Regions from separate parts of the Mus musculus genome. Here regions 2 and 3 are each linked to region 1. A link is a contact called in public HiChIP or PLAC-seq data. All regions are on one chromosome and are shown on one strand. The core of a region is the stretch at or near the end of the contact, and the rest is flanking DNA. Distances in the headings are between cores, read along the strand shown.

Region 1 (3,366 bases), core at 442-2,941:
TCTCTTCTATGCCAAGCTAATGGAGCAAGGCTATGCTAATGTTGCTTCTGTGCCTTGCAAATTTGGCTGATGGGGCTGCCTCTGCTATTCAACATCTTCACACACACACACACACACACACACACACACACACACACACACATGCTTATAGATTTCCCTTTGATATGTTTAACAGCCTCTAAGAGATGTAGTTAAACAAACTGTTATGATAAGAATGGAAAAGTCAAGAAAGCATACACCTACTAATTTATAGATCTTGAATGTCACTGCCAGGTGTCAGCTCCTACCAGTACACACTTATGCATACGTCCCTGCTTCTTTGTTGTTCATAAATTCTAAGAAACATTTTTTAACATCCATGTGGAAACTCAGAGTTGGAATGTGCCTTGCAGTCAGCAAAGCCCCATATCTGTAATACTGATGGAAGGGTAAGAGATCCCTAAAAGGACTCCCTAAGGTCCAAAGACTGCAGAAAGTAATGATTGATTTTGTAATTGAATGTTGAATGACGCACATTGAGAAAGCATCTTTCATTTTCCCCATCTCTCCCTTTAGTCCCTCTTCACCCACTCTCTATAACACTGCATATTTTTATGTGTTGCTTTGTAAGATACTTAGAGTTTGTGTCTTGTATGCACTCAACTTCCACTTTGGATCACAAGCTCCTGGAGGCATGGTCAATTTTACTTTCCCCCATGGCATGCCTAAATGTGTATCAAGTAAATAGACCTAGAAAAATTCATGTTGCTATCATGGAGGACATGGAGTTTGATTTGAGTGTGGATTTCATGACAGGTAAAAGACTTGCAGGTTTTTAAGAAATTGTTGCCTATGACCTTGGCCTCTCCTTGGCAATCAAACTCACAGCACCTTTTGGAGAAGAGGCATCCTTATAGTGATGGAGTGCTCATTAGAGGAGAGAGGCTCAAATGCAAAGACAGACTGCTGCCTGTCCTTGTTAGGGGAGACACAGACTGGGATAATAGTAATAAATAGGTATGTGTCACAAACCTGCCTGCGTTCGCTCTTAACTCCTGCATTTTGTTTTCTAGGAGCAGTGCAAGCAAACTAAGATCCAAACACCCAGGGCTTATCAATTCCAACCCCCTCCTCCACTCCTCTACCCCCCCCCACACACACACATACACACAAACCACCACCATCACCCCAGTCACCACATCACACACGCACACAACACACACACACACACACACACACACACACACACACACACACCAAGAAAGTCCCCCAAATGCAAAGCCTGCCCTGCTTGTGCTTATCTCAACTCCCTAGCCTTGGCTACACACACTGGCTAAGTCCCTGCTGGGGAAAGATGCACCCCTGACTACCTTTTAGCCCAGTTGCCAGTCCCTAGTGCAACAGCAAGGCAGGCACATTTTGATGCATGTGCACGAGTCTAATCATCGGTAACTTCACTCCCGTTTAACAACATTACATCGTGTGAACAGAAAGTCACAGCTCCGCTCGGTGCTCACTATACGTTCTGGTCAATAATGGTAACAAAAGCAGAGTATCCCCCTGTTTAGGGAAAAGAAGAAAAGCACAGCCTTTCTGCAACCCTCCCGTTTTGCAAAGCGTTCCCCTTTCCAAGTGTTTCCTCTTTAATTATGACCTGTTTCCCCTCCCTCTTCCCCCCGCCCCAGCTTCTGTGAAAGGAGCCCTTCTGTCACTCGTCACTCGCTTGCTCGCTCGCCCGCTCGCTAGCTCGTTCGCTCGCTGTGGGAGGAGCCCGCCAGAGGAAGCCGTGTGCCTGGGATGCCAAGAACCAGAGAATGGATCTGCTCCGAGTGGGCACATTGCTAAGGATCCCGGCTTCCCGAGGCGACTGAAAACAAGCATTTGGTTTCGGCTGCCTGCAGATACCCGGAGACACAACGAGACCTAAGCGGACCAGAGGAGGGACAGACCGACTGACAGATAGATGGTCGGCGCGAACCCTGGAGGACCGGCGGCGGAGGCTGAGCACCGCGAGCCCAGCCGCCGCGCTTGAAGAGAAACTAACTGCACACCCAAGTTGCCCGCCGGCTGCCCGCGCGCTGAGGAATGAGACCTTTCCAGCTGGATTTGCTCTTCCTCTGCTTCTTCCTCTTCAGTCAAGGTAGGAACCCGGCGCGCCGGAGTTGGAGCAAAGTCGGCGGCGGCGGCGGCGGCGGCAGCGGAGGGCGCGGGTGGCTGAGGGCTGAGGGCTGAGAGCTGGGAGGTGGACAGGCTCGGGAACTCGTACTAGCTGAGGGTCTTGGTGCCGGCCCATTGGCAGTTAAGTAGCATTGCTTCTTTGCATTTGCAAATGCTACAAAATGGAACTGTGGGTTTCCCTTCGGAAGGAAGGGGCTGGGAGAACAGGGGAGGCTGCACTTTCTCGTCTTTCTTGTCCACGTCCAACTCCAACTCTCCGATGCATGTAAGTTCTTTATGCACCCGGTATATTAATTAGGTAACATCCGTGTGGCTAGGCCATTCGGAACTTCTGGGTGCCTGCTCGCCTTTCTAGCCAGGTTGGAAAAGGGGAGCCTGGCGTAGGTGGAGATTTCAGTTTCAGTAAGGTCTAACTTGCCCGGGTGTGTTTAAAGCAAATGTGCGAGGTCTGCACAGTTGCAGAAAGGGATGCGATTAGGGAAGGTTCTGAGGCGGGTATTTACAGTGGCTGGGGAAAAGAACGCTTGTAAAGAGTTACATTGAATGTCACCCATTTCCCTGAGCAAGGCTGAATTCTGAATCCTACCAAGCACTGGATTAGGTGTATGAAATGGAATTTCGCCCCTGGTGCCGATTGCTTCCTTTCTGCAATCCTAGCAGGTGGACTCTCCAGAAAGAACTTTGCTACCTCTGGGATCCTTGCCACTGAGAGTCATGGGGTGGGTCATGGTGGAGGGAGGACTAAGCACGCGCCTACTTAGCTAAAGGCATCAACAGTCACCTGTGGAATTAAGACTGAAAGAGCCAAGTCAACCCATTCCGTCCCACTCTTTTGGAATGGCAGTGCCACCTCTGCCATCTGAGGCAGCATGTGTGCCTGCCAGCACAGCTCTTGGAGGGACAGGACTTTCAGAAAAAAAAAAAAAATCCACAACAGAGAACATCCATCTGTTGATTAAATGAAGGGTAAAAGTTTTTAAGAAAGCAGAACATCGCCATGGGTGGCTGCCTGTGCAAACAGTGTGTACCCCTTGCTTCTCTTGTCAGGAGAAGCCAAATATAAGTAAAACCAGGCTTCCTTCTCCCTTTCCCCGGTCCTTGTTGTCACTGTAGATTTCCCACTTATCCATGCAGGTCAAACTTTGCAGTTATCACTCCTGATTAAACTCGAGGGACCCCTCCCCTTAGAAGTATGTATAAAGCATGTTT
Region 2 (3,366 bases), core at 540-3,039, 1.9 Mb before region 1:
GCACTGTCAGGTCTCCAGAGCACACCCCTTAGGAACACTCTCAAGTCAGGTTTGAAAAACCTGTGGCTAGGTGGTTGTGTTAAAACCCCATTACAATCGGCTATCTCATCTGTCTTTGAGTTCCTTCAGTTGGTGCCTTTTACCTAAGTCAGCATGTTTCAGAGAAGGAGGGAGGGAGAGAGAAGGAGGGAGGGAGGGAGGGAGGGAGGGAGGGAGAGAGAGAGAGAGAGAGAGAGAGAGAGAGAGAGAGAGAGAGAGAGAAGAGACTCTTAGAAAATAAAAACACTCTGACCCCACCCAGAAGATAAAAATCTGTTAAATTCTCTAAAGCCAACAACACCTTCACCTCCTCTTCATCAAGCCATGAGAGGGAAGTGGATTCCTCTGGGTTCTGGAGAATGGCGGCTCTGCCAGTCCCCACCTCACCAGCCTGATAGTTTTTCCAGAGCAATTCCTGCTTGATATGCAGCCTTGAAGCTAACGTCTGCTCTCATTCATTCTCCTAAGTCCTCTTAGGCTAGTCACGTTAGGGGGTGTCCCTCGTCTCTGCTCCTGGCCCTACTTCCCCCTTTCGGAGGGAGCACTCGGCCTTTCTGAAGCGTGACAGGGAACCCAGACTCACAGGTCTGCTGGTCTGCACTTTGCAACCTAGACCCAAGCTGGGCCGGCGCGGGTGGCGGGTGGGGGTGGGGGTGCAATCGGCAAGCCCCAGGCCATAGACTCTGAACCAGCCACCGCAGGGGGACAGCTGTTGAAGGAGTTTAATTCTTACTGAGAGGACAGCTCCTGGATCCCTTGCTCTAAAGCAGGCGCACGCACAGTGTGCGGGATCTGAGGCACTGAGGAGCCGGAGAGCAAGGAGATTCCTAACCCGAGGAACTGCGAGGCGGGCCCGTTAGCTCCAGGCAGCCGGCGTCCGCAACTGCCGGGCAGCAGCAGTGAGAAGGGGGGAAGAGAAACCGGTCTGGCTGACAAGTAAACAGGGTCTTCCATCTGGACCCGCCGGCTCAGCCGGATCCTCAGACACCCTCCCTTGCACCCCTTGCCCTCCCGCAACTACTCCTCCAACTCGCTCGGAGGGTCGGGGGACCCCAGCCAGAGGCGAACGCTGCTCCTGCCCGCGCAGATCTCGGCCTCTGGCGTGAGGAAGCTGGCCGCCAGACTAGTGCCTGGCGCCGGGGCCAGGTCGTCTGGGTGCCGGGTGGGAACCGACCCGGCGATCTCCCGCCCGAGACTCTGCTCCGCGCCCCGGGTCCCCAGGTTTCAGCTGCCGGGTCTCGCAGCCCCTTCGGGCGGCACAGTGGGAGCCTGCGGGATTCCACAGTGGCGCAAGGAGTGAGGGGTAGATCGCCCTGGGCGGGAAGGCTGGCCGGCCTCCTCGGAATGGGGGACTCGCCACCCGGAGGAGACCGCGCGAAGCCGGGGCGCGGAAGGAAGGGAGAGCGGCCACGTCTTCCGGGACCCCGGCGCCCAGCCCTCCCGCCGCCCCGGTCGGCCCTCTCCCCGCGCCCACTGCCCAGCCGCTTACCTTAATAGTCCCGTCCATTTGGCCAAGTCTGCAGCCGAGCCCCCCAATATTCCACACATTGACCCGGTTACAGCCTGACCTCGTAGCCCCTTCAGATTAGCCCGGCGCGGCCTCTTTGGCGCCCTGGGCCCTCTCTGAGTGCCCCCTGCGAGCGCCCTGCCCTCGCTCCCCTGTGCACGTTTGTTGTTGTAGCGGATCGAAAAAGAGACAGTTAACCGGATGAAACTTTTTTTCAGCTAATTTTGGGAAGTGACTTCACTTTGCGATCGGGGAGGAAGTCCTATCTCTCTCTCTCTCTCTCTCTCTCTCTCTCTCTCTCTCTCTCTCTCTCTCTCTCTCATCTCGCCCTCTCCACTCTCTGCTCTCTCTTGTCTTCCCTCCCCCACACCCCCTCGTCCTCTCCTCGCCCTGCTTTTCGCATCACTCGCTATATAAATATACGCGGGATGCCCAGTTACATTCATGCACTGCGCACACAGGATACTTGCTCCTGGGAGATAAGAGCTGGCCAGGAACAATGACGGGGTCCACGCCCAGTATCCGCTCCCTGATTCCTGAAGTCTGCAACTCCCCCATCACCTTCCCCCCAAATCCAAAGCCAAACGCCTCTGGCCTCTTTCCTTTCCCTTGGGCCTTTGGCCGAAGGTGGCCCTCCTGACTCATTCACTTTCCGTTTCTTCCCACAGATACATTCATTAATGCTTTTTCCAGCCGGAGTCAAACTTTTTTGGGGATGGGAGGAAGACGGCGGAAGAGTTTGTTAGAACAGGGGATAACCTGGCGATGCTGACCGCCAGGGGAGATTCGGATGCAGATCAAGGCAAACCTACTATTTTTAAAAAGGAAGGAAGGAAGGAAGGAAGGAAGGAAGGAAGGAAGGAAGGAAGGAAGAAAGAAAGAAAGAAAGAAAGAAAGAAAGAAAGAAAGAAAGAAAGAAAGAAAGAAAGAGAGGAGCCGAAGAGAGTTTTTGCATCTAAGCGCTGGTCTCCGGATAGGCTCAAAGCGAATTCTGGGTCCCGCGGACCTGACCTGTCAAGGGCTCAATACCTCAAGCTTTGTTAGCAGAGAGATGCCCATGCTTTGGCGCGCCTCGACTCCGGGCTCCACAGCCCGCTAAGGAGGTAGACCAGCCACAACCTAGGCTTTTTGAGTTAAATTCTCTCACCTATCAGGACCCGACGGCCCAAGTTCTTCAATACCATCGCAGCCCCCAAGGAACTGACACCAGGGCGAGCTTGCCCTCCACACTACGCAGCAGGACCCAGGAGCGCGGCGAGCCGCGGCTCAGCAGAGACCCCACCTTGGATGAGAACGGGCAGTCTAAGGGTCCAAGCTAGGGACTGTCATTCCCAACCAGCGGCGTGGCCCGCTTTACCGGCTCGGTTCTTTCTGCTATCCCCCGCGCCTCCCCTGCTGGACCCAGGAGCTCTCTTGTTAAGGCTTCTCTGGGGTATCGGCGCTGGCGGCCTGACTCCCATCTCCCAGACTTTGAAAACAGGTTACCTTTTTCCACGCTCTTCAGACCACGCTGTGGACTTTCTCACTATTATTTAAGAGTCCTCCCGGGAAAAGAGGGGAAAAATTCCAGAGCAGATCCGAATAAATTGGAAAGGAAAAAAAAATCAAGAGGGTGTCCACGGCGGCAAGAAGGTGACTTATTAATTCTTTATTTCTTCAGGAGCAATTGCGCTCGCTCGCTCGCCTCCCTCCCTCCCCCCTTCCCCCTCTCCAAATTAGTCTCATCAATTCAGCTCCAATTTGGGGTTCGAATACAGACACGGGTCTGAACGTGACCAGACCTGGAGTGGCGGTGCAGCCTGCCAGCAATTGAGACTCGG
Region 3 (3,366 bases), core at 644-3,143, 1.0 Mb before region 1:
AGGGTCTTTTTGAAACCTCTATAATATTTAAAGCAGTGTTTCTTCTCCCTGGCTTTAGCCCCACCTTCACCCCCTCTCTTGTGTTTCTTCACTGTAGTCTAAGTGAAGAACCACTCCTAAACATACCCCTGGTTAATGCCAGTGAGATATTTTGTCTAGCTTCAGTCATGGCATGGTTCCTGGCTTCCCACTGTTTGCGAAAGGCTGTGCTTGGCATTAAGATGCTCTGTATTTGTTGGGTAGCGAAGTAGGGTTGAAAAGATAACTTCGGGATAGAAAAGGGCAGCTATGCAGTATTTACACACTTACAGAGCAGGCAACATTAGCCTGCAGTAGAGAGATTCATTTATTAATTCACCTGGGAGTTGTAGCTGGATAAAGTGTAATTGTTCATGCTTCGGAGAGAGCTTAGGGCAACTTTCCTCTTGGAAATTACACTCTGTGTTTCCATCTCTGCATTTCTTGTTGTAGAACTTGATTAAATAAAAGCTAATTTCCCCCTACAACTTTACCTGGTCTCCTAATTCTCACATACAGCTATTTTTTAAACCAGTTACATCTTCCCATTATTCATCTTTTGCATAAATTCCTTTTATCTATCAGAAAGATTTTAATGACCAAAGAGAAAATTCTTAAAATATAATGCTATATTTAGGGAATACCCTTGAAATAATCAAATACTTAAAACCACAGCTCATTGGTAGCTTTTTACATATCCCAAATTAGAATGTGCATATGTTAGTTTTATAAGTGGGGGAATACAAATATTTAGTTGCAATATAAAGTGAGTCAATATTAGGTTTTTATGATCGTTTTGCTTTGTAACTGAAAATTGGGAGAAGCACGTAGAAAGCAGACAAACTTAACAGTTTACTTCACAGAGCCCCACATGTTGATAAAATAGCTCCCAGTCTGTAGGTTTTCCTGCTGAAAAGGGGAAAATAAATGGAAGAACTGTTGGTTTTATAATTTCACCATTGCCCGTCCTCACTGAAAGCAGCAATTCCATTTTTGCAGACAGAAAGCAATTTTTATTTTATTTGCAAGTGGTGGTCCCAGATTAGATGTCTTCTGTGTTGGAGGTTGGGATCTTTTCTACAGACAGCATGGGACAGAAATCCTTTGAGGTCATCTCTGTTTAAGTAAATCACTCCCTAGGCACAGTAGTTCAAAGATTCTCCATCTTTGGGACTCAGACAAGCAGTAAGAACCACCTGGGGACTGGTTAGGAACACAGCTTCCAGATCCCTTCATAGGCCCATTTGTTGAAATGCTTGCAAGGAGGGGAAAGAGGGCCAGGATAAGTTTTGCAGTGGCAGGTATAGTGAGGTGTGTGTGTGTGTGTGTGTGTGTGTGTGTGTGTGTGTGGTGTGCGTGGGGGCGGGGCGGGGCGGGCGCCTCGATGGGTCCATGCTGAGCCATCGCTTTCCTTGTATAGTAAGGAATAGAGTTTATTTGGAGACTGGATGGGAAGGAGAGGGGAATTGAGAAGGATTTAGAGACAGGAGAGAGAGAGGGGAGAGAGAGAGGGGAGAGAGAGAGGGGAGAGGGAGAGGGGAGCAGGAGAGGGGGAGGGGGAGGGGGAGGGGGGGAGGGAGAGGGAGAGGAGGAGGGGGGGAGGGGGAGGGGGGGAGGGAGAAGGAGAGGGGAGGGAGAGGAGGAGGAGGAGGAGGAGGAGGAGGAGGAGGAGGAGGAGGAGGAGGGGAGGGGCCAGCCAGGAACACATGGAGAGAGAGGGGTAGGAGATAGAACTGTTGGTCAGAGCCTAGAAGAAATGCTAACAGATGGGCCTGAAAAGAGATTTAACAAGCTTCAGAGGTAACTGATCCCTGCTGAGCTCTGGGGACCATTGTTCCCTTCAATGCCTTTCTGGTGGTTGCTCCACAGTGAGCTGCCAAAAATCAGTGAGTGGGTGGGAGGTGCATTTCAAATGGTAGCGCCATCTGAGCATCTGGTTGGTTTGTTTAGCTGTAGCTGCCATCTCTGCTATAGCAGTTTATGCTATTAGTGTGTAGCTGGTGGTTTTGTGATGCATACTCCTCACAGCTGTAACTTACTTGAGTTCATTTCCCACACATTCCTGGGGACCCAGAGAACCTTCCTGCTAGAGCACAAGTCCCTACATCAGGACCACCTCTAGCCTTGATGGCCATAAGGACTTCAATGTGAAGGATGCCTTTACCCAGTGTCATGTATTCCTTTATCCTCTTCTATGCTAATATTTAGGATGGTTCTGTCCCCACACATGCTCAAAGACAAGTCTAGGAGCTCTTTTCTTTTACATTCTCCGAGGACGCTTATTAGAGTGCACATCTATGTTCCAACCTTGATCCACAGCCCAGAAGCCCCGTTTTAACAAGCTCAGTAGGTGAGCCATGCCGCTTCACCAAGGCAGGATAACTGGTGTGTTGCTTTCTCATTTTCTCTGTACTCTGCCCAGATCCTCAGATACAGCAATGCTCACCATGAATTCTGCCGAATGAATGAATACTGACTCGCCACAGGACGAACTGACAGATGAATGAGGGAGAGAATGGAGAAATGAGTGGATTGCAAGAACTTCTTGTTTTTTAACTAATACGGAGGCTTTCAAGTTGTTGGAACTGTTACTTCAGTTGAGGTTCAGTCTTCTTTGAAGTTATCTCTTTTTCAAGGTAGCTAAGATTGTATGGCTGGATATTAATTTCAGGTGCGTGGATTACTTACAAAAAGATTAACCCAAGGCTAGGTTTTCCTTTTTCGTACTTCCAGTGTTGATTGTATTTATTCTCAAGATATTGCCTACATGAGAACAGGGATGTGTGCGGGGGGGGGGGGGGGGTGTTGGATCTAACTGGCAAAATCACACCAGGCAACAGGTTTATTAAAAGAGGCTGCCTCTGGGAGGAGGAAGCAAAGAAGGGAAGCAGCAGGGGAAGGGTGGGGTGGGGGGGGAGTGGGGAGAGTGGCCTTTTATCAGGGATGAGGTGCATGTGCAGGGGGGGAGGGTCGGGGAATGGGAATGTCTCACCTCTGGGCAGCAAGTTGATGACTTATCTTGTTGTTGCCTAGTCCCTGGGGTGACCATGGAGGTGCCTGATTGCCAACAAGTGTGTGTGTGTGTGGGGGGAGTATAATTCAGGGTATTCAGAAAATATCCAGACCCTCATTATGCAATTAGAATAAGACTCTTCACGAAAAATAAATAGATTAAAAAACAAAACATGTAAATGATTATTTAGAAGTTCTGATAATAATGAGTGCTCTCTTTCTCCCCCTCTCTCTCCCTCTGCCTCTTACTCTCTCCCTCCCTCTCTGTCTCCCTCCCTTTGTTGTCAAAGGAAAGAATTTCATTTAAGGACACACTTTAAACACATTTCTTATTTA

The links. HiChIP or PLAC-seq counts read pairs in DNA pulled down with a chosen protein or histone mark.
Region 2: an H3K27ac HiChIP or PLAC-seq map of embryonic stem cells shows a contact between it and region 1, with 20 times the contacts expected there. The contact joins the promoter of Fli1 here to the promoter of Kirrel3 in region 1. A contact is called at or near these places in 4 of 39 promoter capture datasets (embryonic stem cells, hippocampal neurons and liver), 8 of 484 Hi-C or Micro-C datasets (embryonic stem cells and epiblasts), 7 of 115 datasets of contacts at active chromatin or transcription factors (astrocytes, craniofacial prominence, embryonic forebrain and 3 more) and 2 of 9 other capture datasets (embryonic stem cells and pancreatic islet).
Region 3: an H3K4me3 HiChIP or PLAC-seq map of stem cell-derived neural progenitor cells shows a contact between it and region 1, with 8 times the contacts expected there. The contact joins the enhancer-like site here to the promoter of Kirrel3 in region 1. A contact is called at or near these places in 3 of 39 promoter capture datasets (the 3T3-L1 cell line, hippocampal neurons and second pharyngeal arch cranial neural crest) and 3 of 115 datasets of contacts at active chromatin or transcription factors (astrocytes, embryonic forebrain and stem cell-derived neural progenitor cells).

Annotation. Positions count from the first base shown.
Region 1 is chr9:34,487,040-34,490,405 of GRCm38.p6, forward strand. It overlaps Kirrel3 (kirre like nephrin family adhesion molecule 3), which reads left to right and starts at 1,692. Exons shown (of 17, transcript NM_001190911.1): 1 at 1,692-2,119. The coding sequence starts at 2,065.
Region 2 is chr9:32,539,663-32,543,028 of GRCm38.p6, forward strand. It overlaps Fli1 (Friend leukemia integration 1), which reads right to left and starts at 1,790. Exons shown (of 9, transcript NM_008026.5): 1 at 1,529-1,790. The coding sequence starts at 1,546.
Region 3 is chr9:33,444,223-33,447,588 of GRCm38.p6, forward strand. No RefSeq gene overlaps it. Among named protein-coding and RNA genes, the nearest start is that of Gm32171, 190 kb to the left of the region's middle. Within about 2 kb of position 1,894, at least 4 of the 459 cell types and tissues checked have an H3K27ac peak or open chromatin away from gene starts, as enhancers often do. A contact at or near this core is called in hippocampal neurons and stem cell-derived neural progenitor cells, where this site is marked.